Regions from separate parts of the Mus musculus genome. Here region 1 is linked to region 2. A link is a contact called in public Hi-C data. All regions are on one chromosome and are shown on one strand. Each heading gives the region's core, a stretch centred on a gene start, on an enhancer-like site or on the middle of the called end of the contact. The rest is flanking DNA. Distances are from core to core; before and after follow the strand shown.

Region 1 (5,461 bases), core at 109-2,608, 84 kb after region 2:
TTTGATGGCTAAGCCATGCCTTTTTCATTATTTATTAGACTGCCCTGGCCCATCTTTTTGTCACTACTGAGCTAAAATTTCATTGTGCATATCAGAAAAGGACACAGGCTCTATATGCTTTTGTTCTGACAAAATAATATTGGTTGGATTTGATGATCTGTCTCAGGTTAAGCAACCATCTTAGCAGCTTCCACCATCCTTCACAGCCAAGGATTAACGTTCTCTTTTATCGCCATTTCTTTTTTTCTATCGGATAATTTAAAAATATATATCAAGGTTATTTAATATATTCTAGAATAGAATTAAAAATTGGTCATTGACTTAGGGGTGCTTCTCCGGCATGCTTCTCAACCCTGCACATCTGATTTTATGAAGTGCTAGATCCACCCCTTTAAAATGGCTTCGAGGGGGTCCAGGTTTTATCTTAGCCCATCCCCAGCTTTATGTGGGCTTCTTTTAAAGAAACTAATTGCAGTGCTGAAATTCAGAAATTGATGTGAGGTACCGTGTCTGCCTTTTAATGTTTGTAAGATGTTCCTCACAGATTGGGGCAAGGAAGGCATCAACGGCAGAACCAACTGGGACCCGTTTTCGTCCCCCGTTTTCATGCCCTGCCCTGATTAATGCCTTGCTCTGCAGAGGGAGACATTACATCCGGGCTAAGAGAGACCTAAATTTTACCCTCAGGCAGAAATCTGGTTTAAACATCTCTATTTAAAGTGACATTTGTCCTCCTCCTTTCAACTGGTTTCCCTAGAAATTCCAGGAAGTTGACTTCATGACCTAAAAACAGCCCGGTGGCTTTGGAGCAGCCCTTGTGACTATTACTGCAACTGGGTGAAGCTCCGTGGCAGAATGAATCAAGGTGGCCATAAAACAGGTGCCCAGCTATCTGTACTACTTTATTGTGCTCAGAATTTAAGATCGAGGGTTCCATATAACTCTAGTGTTGGTGATAAACGAGAGAGAGAGAGAGAGAGAGAGAGAGAGAGAGAGAGAGAGAGAGAGAGAGAGAGGGAGAGAGAGAGAGAGAGAGAGAGAGAAATCCTAAAGTGTTCCTGGGGCTGCTAACTGGCTCCTTTGTGATGGAGGGAGTTTCTTCAGATTCCTAAAATCATGCATAGCATTTCACAACACTGATCCAAAATATTAACTGATCAAAGAGTCTAAGAAAGCAACCTCTACAAGGAACGATAACACCCAAATGTACAGCTTCTCGCATGCTATCTGACAATTTCCGTGAAAATAAAAACAGGAAGAGAAAAGGGAAGAGATACATTAAAAAAAAAATTAACCCAGTAAGCAAACATGTGCATATTACAACAGAAGCCAACGCCCTCACACTGCTGGTGTGGCTTTTGATATTATTAAGCAATTTCAACACTGCTGGCAAGTTTCTACTAACCAAGGTAATCTAATTTCTGTTGCTTTTCAACCTAAATTGATTTTTTTTTTCCTTTTAGTTGTTCTGGTAATTGAACAAATTTATACAAGTGTGATGGGATTTTACTTACCACCACAATGCATAAAACCCTCTATGAAGACAAACACTATGACTTCATAGTGCTGTATTTTTGTTGTAATTAAACAAATTGTATCGGAATTTGCTTTGTGCTCCTCAGACATTTCCAAAGCATGTCCCATAACTGCACTCTATGGGAAGGTATTATGAGTTCAGTTCCTTAAACTGATTTTCCCCAGGGAGTATTTGCTTGTCAAATAAAAAAGGAAGGGGGGGGGAACACAAATAATAAGCTTTCAAAACTTATTGAATTAAAATTTGTTTTAGAAATATGCAGATTACTGCATTTAATGTATCAACCAATGACCTAATATATATGTGTGTGTGTGTGTGTGTGTGTGTGTGTGTGTGTGTGTGTGTGTGTGTGTTTAAAAGTATTTTTAGCTGATTGGACCTTTCTATTCTTATGGTCCGTGACCTGCCTAAAAATAACGACTTACATCAAAATTACATTAAGGAATTTCTCTAGTATATAACACATGCTTAAGAAAACCTACACATCAGATCCGGGTGACTAACTGAAGTCTAATAGGGCCCACTCACTCCTTGTTGGTGACCACTCAGGTCAGTATACTATGTGTTATGATTCACAGTACCTAATTACAGTAATTAGCCATCTATCTTTATATTAAACAAACCATTTCCTTAAGCTGTTCTTAAAGAATTTTTAAAAAAAAAAGCCAGTTCTTCACCCAATCTTTGAGAGCATCTCAGGCAACCGAAGATTTTACAGAATAGTCTCAGTCTACTTTTCTGATAAGATCACTCTAATTAGCGTAATCTGATGATTAAATGCCTTTTCAACCTTTAATCAGGAATTATTTGCAGAGATGAGTATTTGGGTATGCCTGAAGAACTAGTGTTATGTAACAGAAAGCCTAACCAACCTATGATTTTCATCTAGCTTCCAAGTAGAAATGTTTTAATCTTTGCTTAAAATAGTTCCAAAACAGTTGAGCCTGAGTGAACTGACTCGGAACTGACCAAGATACCTACAAGAATCTAAGTCCTTTTTCCGCTCAGCTACAAACATTGCTATTCTTAGTACGTCATCAAAACCTTCAATTTAGATAAGCATGCTTGTAAAACAGTCTTCGTCCACAACACACCTCATTTCTAGCACATATTACCTACAAAACTGTGGCGTTGTTTTACAAGAATCTACCCGATCAAATGCAGGCAGGTGTCAAATGACCCTTCAAGACTCAGAAGCAGATACAAAGAATCAAGATCACAAAGTGTAAGCTTCCTGCAGGGAAATTACTAAAAGTTGCACTTTGCAGGATGCTCGGTTCTTCTCTGTCCAAAACTGTTTGGCTCTTAACCGAAATCCACCTAGCCTGGGTTATAATTATCAGCACTTAGGTAAGTGATAAAGGTTTCGTTAAAATCAAACCAGAGTCTTGCTTCACAGGTGGGGTGCAGGTGAATGAAGATCACAGACAACAATAAATTTGTAGTGCTGCCTCTTGTCCATAACACATCTGGTAATGAACCATTGTTTAAGTAATTTTTCACAAAAGTTAGGTCAAATAAATATTTTCAGAGAAAGCAGAGCAGTAACGTTTTATTCCTGGGGTTTGCAGGTTGACAGTTCCTCTGACCTTCACCACATCTCTGTCCCTTTTCTCAGTTTGCCATGTTACTTAAGGACAGTAAATTACGACCTTAAATTTGTTCAGAAAGCACACAGAGTGAGTGCCAGGACTGATCAAAGTCCTAACCCGAAGTAAGTCTTGGTTTTGAAGCACTCTACTGCCCTGCATGTTCTGAGAAACACCCAGCAGCCCCGTGCTTCTGCTGAGGTGAGAACTACAGCACTGAAAACTCCCCAGTGCCCATCTGAAAGTAGGACTCTGGGCACTGCATGGGAGAGCTATGTATTCATATTCGCTTTCATGGCATTCGGAAGTTCTGCTGGGTGCTTTGATGTCACTCCACTAATAAAGCTGGGCGAAAAGCCTGGAAAACAAAAGTTATTTATTGGAAATTCTCATGTCAAAACTTGAAGTAATTGGTTTGGTCTAGCCCACATGATTCAATATTCCGAATTCCCTAACTACCTGCTCCCGGGGCTATCTGCATTTCTAAATTCGTTTTCTGTTGCCAACACTTACTACCCTAGTGATTGAAAATGTCAGCTGAAGTGCTTCGACGGCACGTTAGTTTTTCTTTAAGTTGCCCAATTTTGTCATCGAAAAGCAGAGAAATCTTATTTGCACTGCATTTTACACCTTTAGAGATTTGCCAAATCCAAGATCATATAAAAGGAAGAACAATGCTTTCAAGACAATTTTTGAATGATCACTAATAGCTCTCAACGACGGTGTGTTTTCTCCATAATACTTTGTACTCAAAGCAGTTAGCCAAAATTAGGGTACAGAAGTCACAATCACAACCATTGACAGCCCCCCCCCCTCCAATTCTACAGTACTTCTTTGGCTACTGAACAAAGCAGGTTTTTAAAAAGCTATCGTAAAATGATCACTGGGTGAAGTCTCCATTGGAAAGGCACTAAAGAGTCTCATCTTGATCTGAAAACAATTACCACCCCATTAAACAAAAGACTAAAATATTTAGGCAATTAATGGTGGTGGGTTTTCGCCTCTTAAACTGGTACGTGAGAATTTATTTCCAGTATTAGGAGCTAGGACTTCTAACCATCAGTAAACAATCCTTCCTCCAAGATAAGAATGTCAGTTCCTGGTCAAAAACAAACATCACTGGTAAACCAGAGATTGGGGGGGGGGGAGGGAGTCTTACAATTTTCCAACCACTCAGTTTGTCTTTAAAAATCAATTTTGAAAACCTAATGTGATATAAATACAAGTAGTTTTCCCCAGAAGAAGAGTTCTCTCTTGACCTCTCTGCCCTCCACAAATGCCCCACAGACTAGTTTCTTATTTCTTTCTTCATTCAAGTTCTGAGCTGCTAAGAGAAATTCAGATAACACAGTGCTCTCCAGATGGGAGGAAATGAATAATCAAACCAACTAGGTGTTCTCACTGAAAAACAACTTTATGCTAAACAAAAAGGTGGCTAGTGTTTGATCAACTTTTAAAAATTAAAACAAAACTCTACCTAAATAGAATTACCTCTATTTAAAACAAGTCATAAAATTGGAGTCTGGCACTTAGAAATGTTTTCCAAACTGATACTCCTTTCAGAAGTTCTGTTAATAAAGCTCACGTGGGCTTTTAATTTTCAACAAGATCTACTTCCTTTTTCTTCCCTATTAATTTAGCAAGTATATTTAAAAAAAATAAAGTTTCCAATGTGTAGCAATGAGAGTCTTATCACAGAATAGCTATTGTTGTGTAGGCTAATTGAACGCCCTTCTAATTATAATAGAGCAAAGTGCGTCAGGTTTTAGAGAAAAACGTTAGGTTACACAGCGAGGCTTTCTCAGTGTTCCACGAAGGGCACCCCAAAAGATAGGCAACAGAGACTATCCTAAAACAAAAGGTCACCGTTTTCCTAGGAACAAACCATTTATCAATAGAAAATAATTGTCTTGCCATCTGCAAGGGATCCAGAGCAACAGACAAAGGTTTTTGGTTCACATAATTACAGAACAGTCAAAGTTCGGCCGCACAGCCTGATCCCTCCTTCCAGTTTGCACCCTTTACAATTCCCATTGCCCTTTGGGCCTCGGCTTGGAAGCAAAAAGGAAGACAGGCTGCAGTTTTCTCAATTGAGCTGAAGCTAAGAAACCTTTGATATGCTAATCGCCCCCTTCAAACGGTAAGAATTCACACTTGCATTAATTCAAACAATTTGTGCAGCTTGTGAAATGGCACCTCTTTTACAGCGGAGCAACAAAAGGGGAGATGCGAGCTGTCTGAAGGAACTCAACAACAGAGCATGCGTTTCTGGGGATTCCATCACGCACCAGTTTACTGGACGGTGCAGGGAGGTAAGACAAAGTTCGAAAACACA
Region 2 (5,224 bases), core at 2,689-5,188:
ATCTTTGAACATATCCGTAATAGCTGCTCTGAAACGCTTACCAGCTAAATCTATCAACTGGGCCTCTCTCCGAGGCAGCATCTACTAGATGCCTTTTCTCCTGAGTAAGGCTCAACTTTCTCGTTTGCGTATCTCAAACAATTGTTGCTGGAAACTGTGCTTTTCAGACAATATCCTGCTGGAAACTCTGGATTGGGCTTTAATCCCTGCCACCGCCACTGTTGCAGAGCCTTCCGGCTCTTGCTCAGAAGGGTTCTACAGCCCTGACTTCCTCGATGTGCATTTGCCTTGTCTCTGCTGCTTGCCTTCGTTTCTGACCCTGCCTTCCTAAGTTCCCTGTCACTGTGTACAGCCTAATGGTCAAGCAGTGGTAGAGCATCAGTGTTGCTCAGAAGCCAGGAGCCCTGAAGGCTGTCATCACACTCTCCTGATGCAGGCAGGAGGCAGGGGAGAAAGCGCAGCTGAGGCTTTCCCAGGTAAGCCTTGGAGGTTCCTTCCCGCCAAGTCCTTTCCTGTCTCTCTCCTGTCTTGCTGCTCTTCCTGGTTGGTGAAGCGGGCATGGAAAAGATACAGCTCCTGCGGTGTCCAGGACTTGCCTACCACACATTTCAGAATGCATGTCCACAACGTCCTGGAGACTGAGACCACAATCCAGGAGAGCTAGGGAGCTGGGAGGCACTCCCTCCGACCCTTTTCAGGACAACAGTGTTGGGCTGCAGCCTCCAGCCTCAACTCCAAACCCAGCCACAGCTTAGGAGGAAACAGCTACCCTAGTGCAGTAAGGGGGGTCGGCGTTTGCGTCACATGAGAGGGTGTGGCTTCCTATGGTTTCTGACAGAAGTCAAGCAAATTTTCACAAGCAAATGCACACCATTGGCCGCATGGCTTTAGTTCCTTTCCACAGCCCCATATGGTCACTGCAGACAATTTTACCTCACCATTATAGGTCAGAAACCCCTAAGAAGATGTTTCAAATGTTTAATGGCTAACAATCCTTCAAAACCCCTTATTGATGGGAACTATTAAGGTCACTGGTTTACGGAGGAAGACAGCGAGGCTAAGTAAGATTTCAGTTCCTCATGCTTTCACATGCTGTAAGGATGCTCTGACAGGTCGCTTTCATGACTCTCCACATCATGACAGCCATCGGCCGTAAGTTGCCATGGAGGGCGGGCTTCTGCTGTGCTGTGTGCTGTCAGTCTTGGGCGAGAAAAGGGATAGAAAGGAAAACTGTGTGTGATGGTCAAATATTTGGTCAAATGGCTGGGTCCCCATGACCAACATCACACAGTCCCTAAATGAAAGCCACATTATTACGATCACCACGTTCATTCCTAGCTGTACTCGAGATCTATTTTTATTTCAGTGTCCCCCCCCAACCCTCACCAAAAGCATTCCAAATAGCAGAGTGTAATCCAATCCATCTTGCTGACAATTGAAGGGGGGGGGGCGGCTAGTAGGAGGCTTCTGTAAGAAGAAAAAAATAAATCGATACTGCATCTTGGAGCTGGGCGAATGTGGATACTGCCAAAGCCCAGCACTCGGACAGGAATAACTGCTTTGCTCTGCTTCTCCGAACAAATGATTCTTCAGACAGTCTCTTCCCACCCCACCCCCACCTCAGAGCTATAAAATGCCAAGCCATAACTCTCCCGGCTGGAGGCTAGTGATTGGGAGTAAATACCTCCAGGCAACAGGCGCAGAAGCCTCAAATCATCTGCATCTAGGACGAGGCTAACAGGAACAGGTGCTCTGCTATGACAGGAACCGGAAAGGTCACAACTGGAACGCCACCACTGGTTGTCACAACCATAAGCATCTTGGCCAAATGATATGGTGCTTTGTCAACAAAGAGCACGCTTTGTTGGACTTGAAGCGAGTGGGGACAAGCACTTTGCCTTTCTGCCCTTGGCTCTATTCAGACTTGAACACAGTGCTGTGGGAATCGTGTCTATAAAAGGGGCTCTTATTAACCAGAATATAAAAGTTTCAAGGTCTCTCCCTGGTGCTGCTTTTCTTAATAACTCTGAACTAACCCAGAGTCACAGATGCCACTGCTCATGCTGTACTCGGGTCCTAGCAGGAACGGTGACTTTTCATTATCAGGGACCTCTGTGGGACCGGGGCTGTGACTTCAAGCTGTCCTGAGACATTAACTCGGGCCACCATTTATTAAGAGTGCTGGCCTATGAAATCTCTGAATGGCTTCCATTCGCATATGTTAATGAGGTCTCTTCCTGCAATGGAAGAGAGCTAAGAGCAAGGCTCGAAGAGAAATTAGTTCACTAATAGTTCAACAGTTCCATTTACCTCTGCATATTCATGATGTCAATGAAACACAACGTCTCAAATCTCAAGAGCTTAATAAAACTTCCCGTGGCTAACGGCAGGGTGTTAGAAACATAATTTCATGTAAGTTTGTGGGAGCTCGATGCTGCTTCGGTTTCTTGACTACTCTAGTTATTAAAATACCCCCATCAGGGCTGATGAGATAGCTCACTGGTAAAGGTGCTCCTCTGAAACCCTGAGTTCAAAGGCTGGGACCAACGTGGCAGACAACTGACTCACGAAAAATTATTCTCTGACGTCTGAGACACACCATAGCATATCTGCACATTCACACACACACACGCACACGCACACGCACATGCACACACGCACGCGCGTGCATAAAGAGGAACCTCTAAAGCATCAGGGTTTCTGTGTCCACTGATACACAATCTCTTTGAGGTGTCTATGCACTGAGAATCCCAAACCATGACACATAACACTATAAACAGCATTCACCTTTGGCCTTATTGTCAACACTAACAATAAAGATAAAAAGTGTACAACTCCCATGGGCTAGCGTAAACATACTGGTATAAAAAAAAAAAATGGAAGTCTTTATGTGTAGGGTCTTTACATGAACCCCAAACACAAAGAGGGTGTTCAAGAAAAAAAAAAAGCAATTGTTCAATTTAAGGTCATGAGATTACACAGCTCAACCCAGAAGCCTGGCCCGCTTTAGTTTCTTCAGCCTTGTTACGTTTATTTAATTCCGTGTCTGGATGTGGGTGTAGGCCAGAAGACAACCTGTGGGAGTTATTCCTCTTCTTCTCCCATGGGGATCCCAGGGATGGGACTCACATCCCAACTTACCAACGGATTCATCTTGCCAGGCCCTGCCTTTACTTCTGGTGTCATTTGGGTTTAGAATCGAGCTGTTTATTCTAGATAAATAAAAAAACTCAACTGGATGTTTAAAAACCACAAAGCATTAAAAAAAAACTTTATTACTTTTAAATCTTAACAGTAACTTAAGTAAAATCAATTTAAATCCAAAAATGCTATAATTATCTTTGGAAATATATTTTTTTTAATTTTTGAAAACTCTATAATTATGTAAAGTTAAGTATCACTAATCTTGGTCACCTTCTGGACGCGCCAAGGTAAAATGTTAAGACTCCGACCAGCTGATAGGTCAATATTAGCACTTCCGAGGTCCTCTCAGAATGCTGAGAAAATAACTCATTATTAGTCCTTTAAAAACCCTGGGATTAAATTACTTATTAGAAAGAAATTGATCCCACTCTTGTAAAAACTTCTAAATTACCCACCACTGGGTAATAATTCACAAGTGTCATTAAAACACTGCAGTTTAAGTTATAAAATATGACAGGTTTAATCCTGAACTTTAAAGGAAAACCTCCCAGCAAGGATGTCTACAAAAATAACATTAGGCCTCAGGAAAAGCTGTTTCTTTTTGTTTTGTTTTGTTTTGTTTTGTTTTGTAAAGAGTCTTAGCATGCAACCACAACCTCTCCAAAGCTCAGAAACACAGGCTTCCAGATTTCCAATCTGCTTCAGAAACATTTCCAATGGACTGCACAGCAAGGCGCAGTTACCTTTGGACTATGAAGTTGCCTGGGGACTGCAGCTTATTTGATAGAACACTTACTTCCCTAGCATGCAGGAAGCCGTGAGTCCACACCACGGGACCTCATAACTTAGGTGCTATGGTGCATACCTGTACCCCAGCAATAAAGGAGGCAGGCGAAACAGAAGTTCATGGCCATGCTCACCTGTACATTCAGCTTGATGTCAGCCTAGGCTACATGCAACCCTGACTCAAAAGAAAAGGAAAAAGAACTCAACCAAAACCCAGCTCAAGGCTTCCCTGACAATGGGAGAGTCTGACCTCAGGCTTGCATACTTACACTGTGTCTTACTGCTCAGGACTACAGCGGAGTTAACATGAGTGTGGACCTGCGTCTGGGTAGTGTCTCCTTGGGAAGAGGGTCTTCATCTAACTCACCCTCTGAAGCCACGCCTACTGAAGGGTGGGGAGCTGGAGATCAAAGCCACTCCACCTTTCAGGTCATGAATTACAGGACAATAGATAGAAAGCAACGACCCACTTGTTTCTCTTCAAGGAAATAAAATATTCTTTACAACACTTCTGTTCCCAGTCAGCTACAAGCTAATAAGGAGTTAGCATCAGGAACGAAATCTTTCTAGGTCACTCACTTTGTGTGACTAAATGAAAGCTCTCCAGAGCATCTCTATAATTCATGCATTGTCAACAAAGAAACTAGAAAATAATCACAGAATAAATAAAGAAAAACGATTTCTTATCTCAGGGAGGGGACTGCCACCTCTCACTGAAGAACACAATCGATTTTTACAATTCCCCTTTACACCCATTTGTTATCAGAATCCCATTAATTCTGCGGCCTAGACTTGGAGAACTATGTCCTTCAAAGCAGTGACGTCAGAAGGAAGAACACAGACTGAAACTGACTTCTGCATCTAGTCAGGCACACCCAGCCGAGCAGACTAAGCAGGGCTCCATCCTGTCCTGGGACTTCATCTACACAGAGGGCAGGTCTCCCAGATCAAAGAGAGTACACATCTGAAGGGTTACTTCACCTCCTGCTGTATTCACATAGAAACAATACTTTTACCAAAATTCCAGGGGGTGGGGGGGGGGGGTGGGGAACAAAGGCAGAAAGCTACTAATCGCGACCTCATTTTTTAAAAGGTGAATGTAAAAGGGTCCCCACCAGAGACAACAGTGGATTTCCAATGTAGGACTTTCACATCAATGAAGTTTTATTAGGCAGTAATAAACTCTCCAGGTGTGAAGCAGTCCCACCTAGCTCAGGGAAGGCAGCTCCAGGAAGCCAATTAATGCAGACTCCAGAGTCTGTGCTAACAACTCTGAAACTACATCGAAGCCACC

What was found. Hi-C and Micro-C count contacts between places; a contact is called where the count stands out from the background.
Region 1: a contact with region 2 is called in a Hi-C map of liver, with 2.8 times the contacts expected there. The contact joins two enhancer-like sites. A contact is called at or near these places in 3 of 39 promoter capture datasets (hematopoietic stem and progenitor cells and liver), 9 of 484 Hi-C or Micro-C datasets (Sertoli cells, embryonic stem cells, liver and 3 more), 9 of 115 datasets of contacts at active chromatin or transcription factors (bone marrow-derived dendritic cells, cardiomyocytes, embryonic hindbrain and 5 more) and 1 of 9 other capture datasets (pancreatic islet).

What each region holds. Positions count from the first base shown.
Region 1 is chr3:148,981,228-148,986,688 of GRCm38.p6, forward strand. It overlaps a transcript of Adgrl2 not described here. Among named protein-coding and RNA genes, the nearest start is that of Gm30827, 15 kb to the right of the region's middle. Within about 2 kb of position 1,359, at least 15 of the 459 cell types and tissues checked have an H3K27ac peak or open chromatin away from gene starts, as enhancers often do. A contact at or near this core is called in liver, where this site is marked.
Region 2 is chr3:148,894,808-148,900,031 of GRCm38.p6, forward strand. The region is part of intron 1 of Adgrl2 (adhesion G protein-coupled receptor L2); the gene reads right to left. Among named protein-coding and RNA genes, the nearest start is that of Adgrl2, 57 kb to the right of the region's middle. Within about 2 kb of position 3,939, at least 31 of the 459 cell types and tissues checked have an H3K27ac peak or open chromatin away from gene starts, as enhancers often do. A contact at or near this core is called in liver, where this site is marked.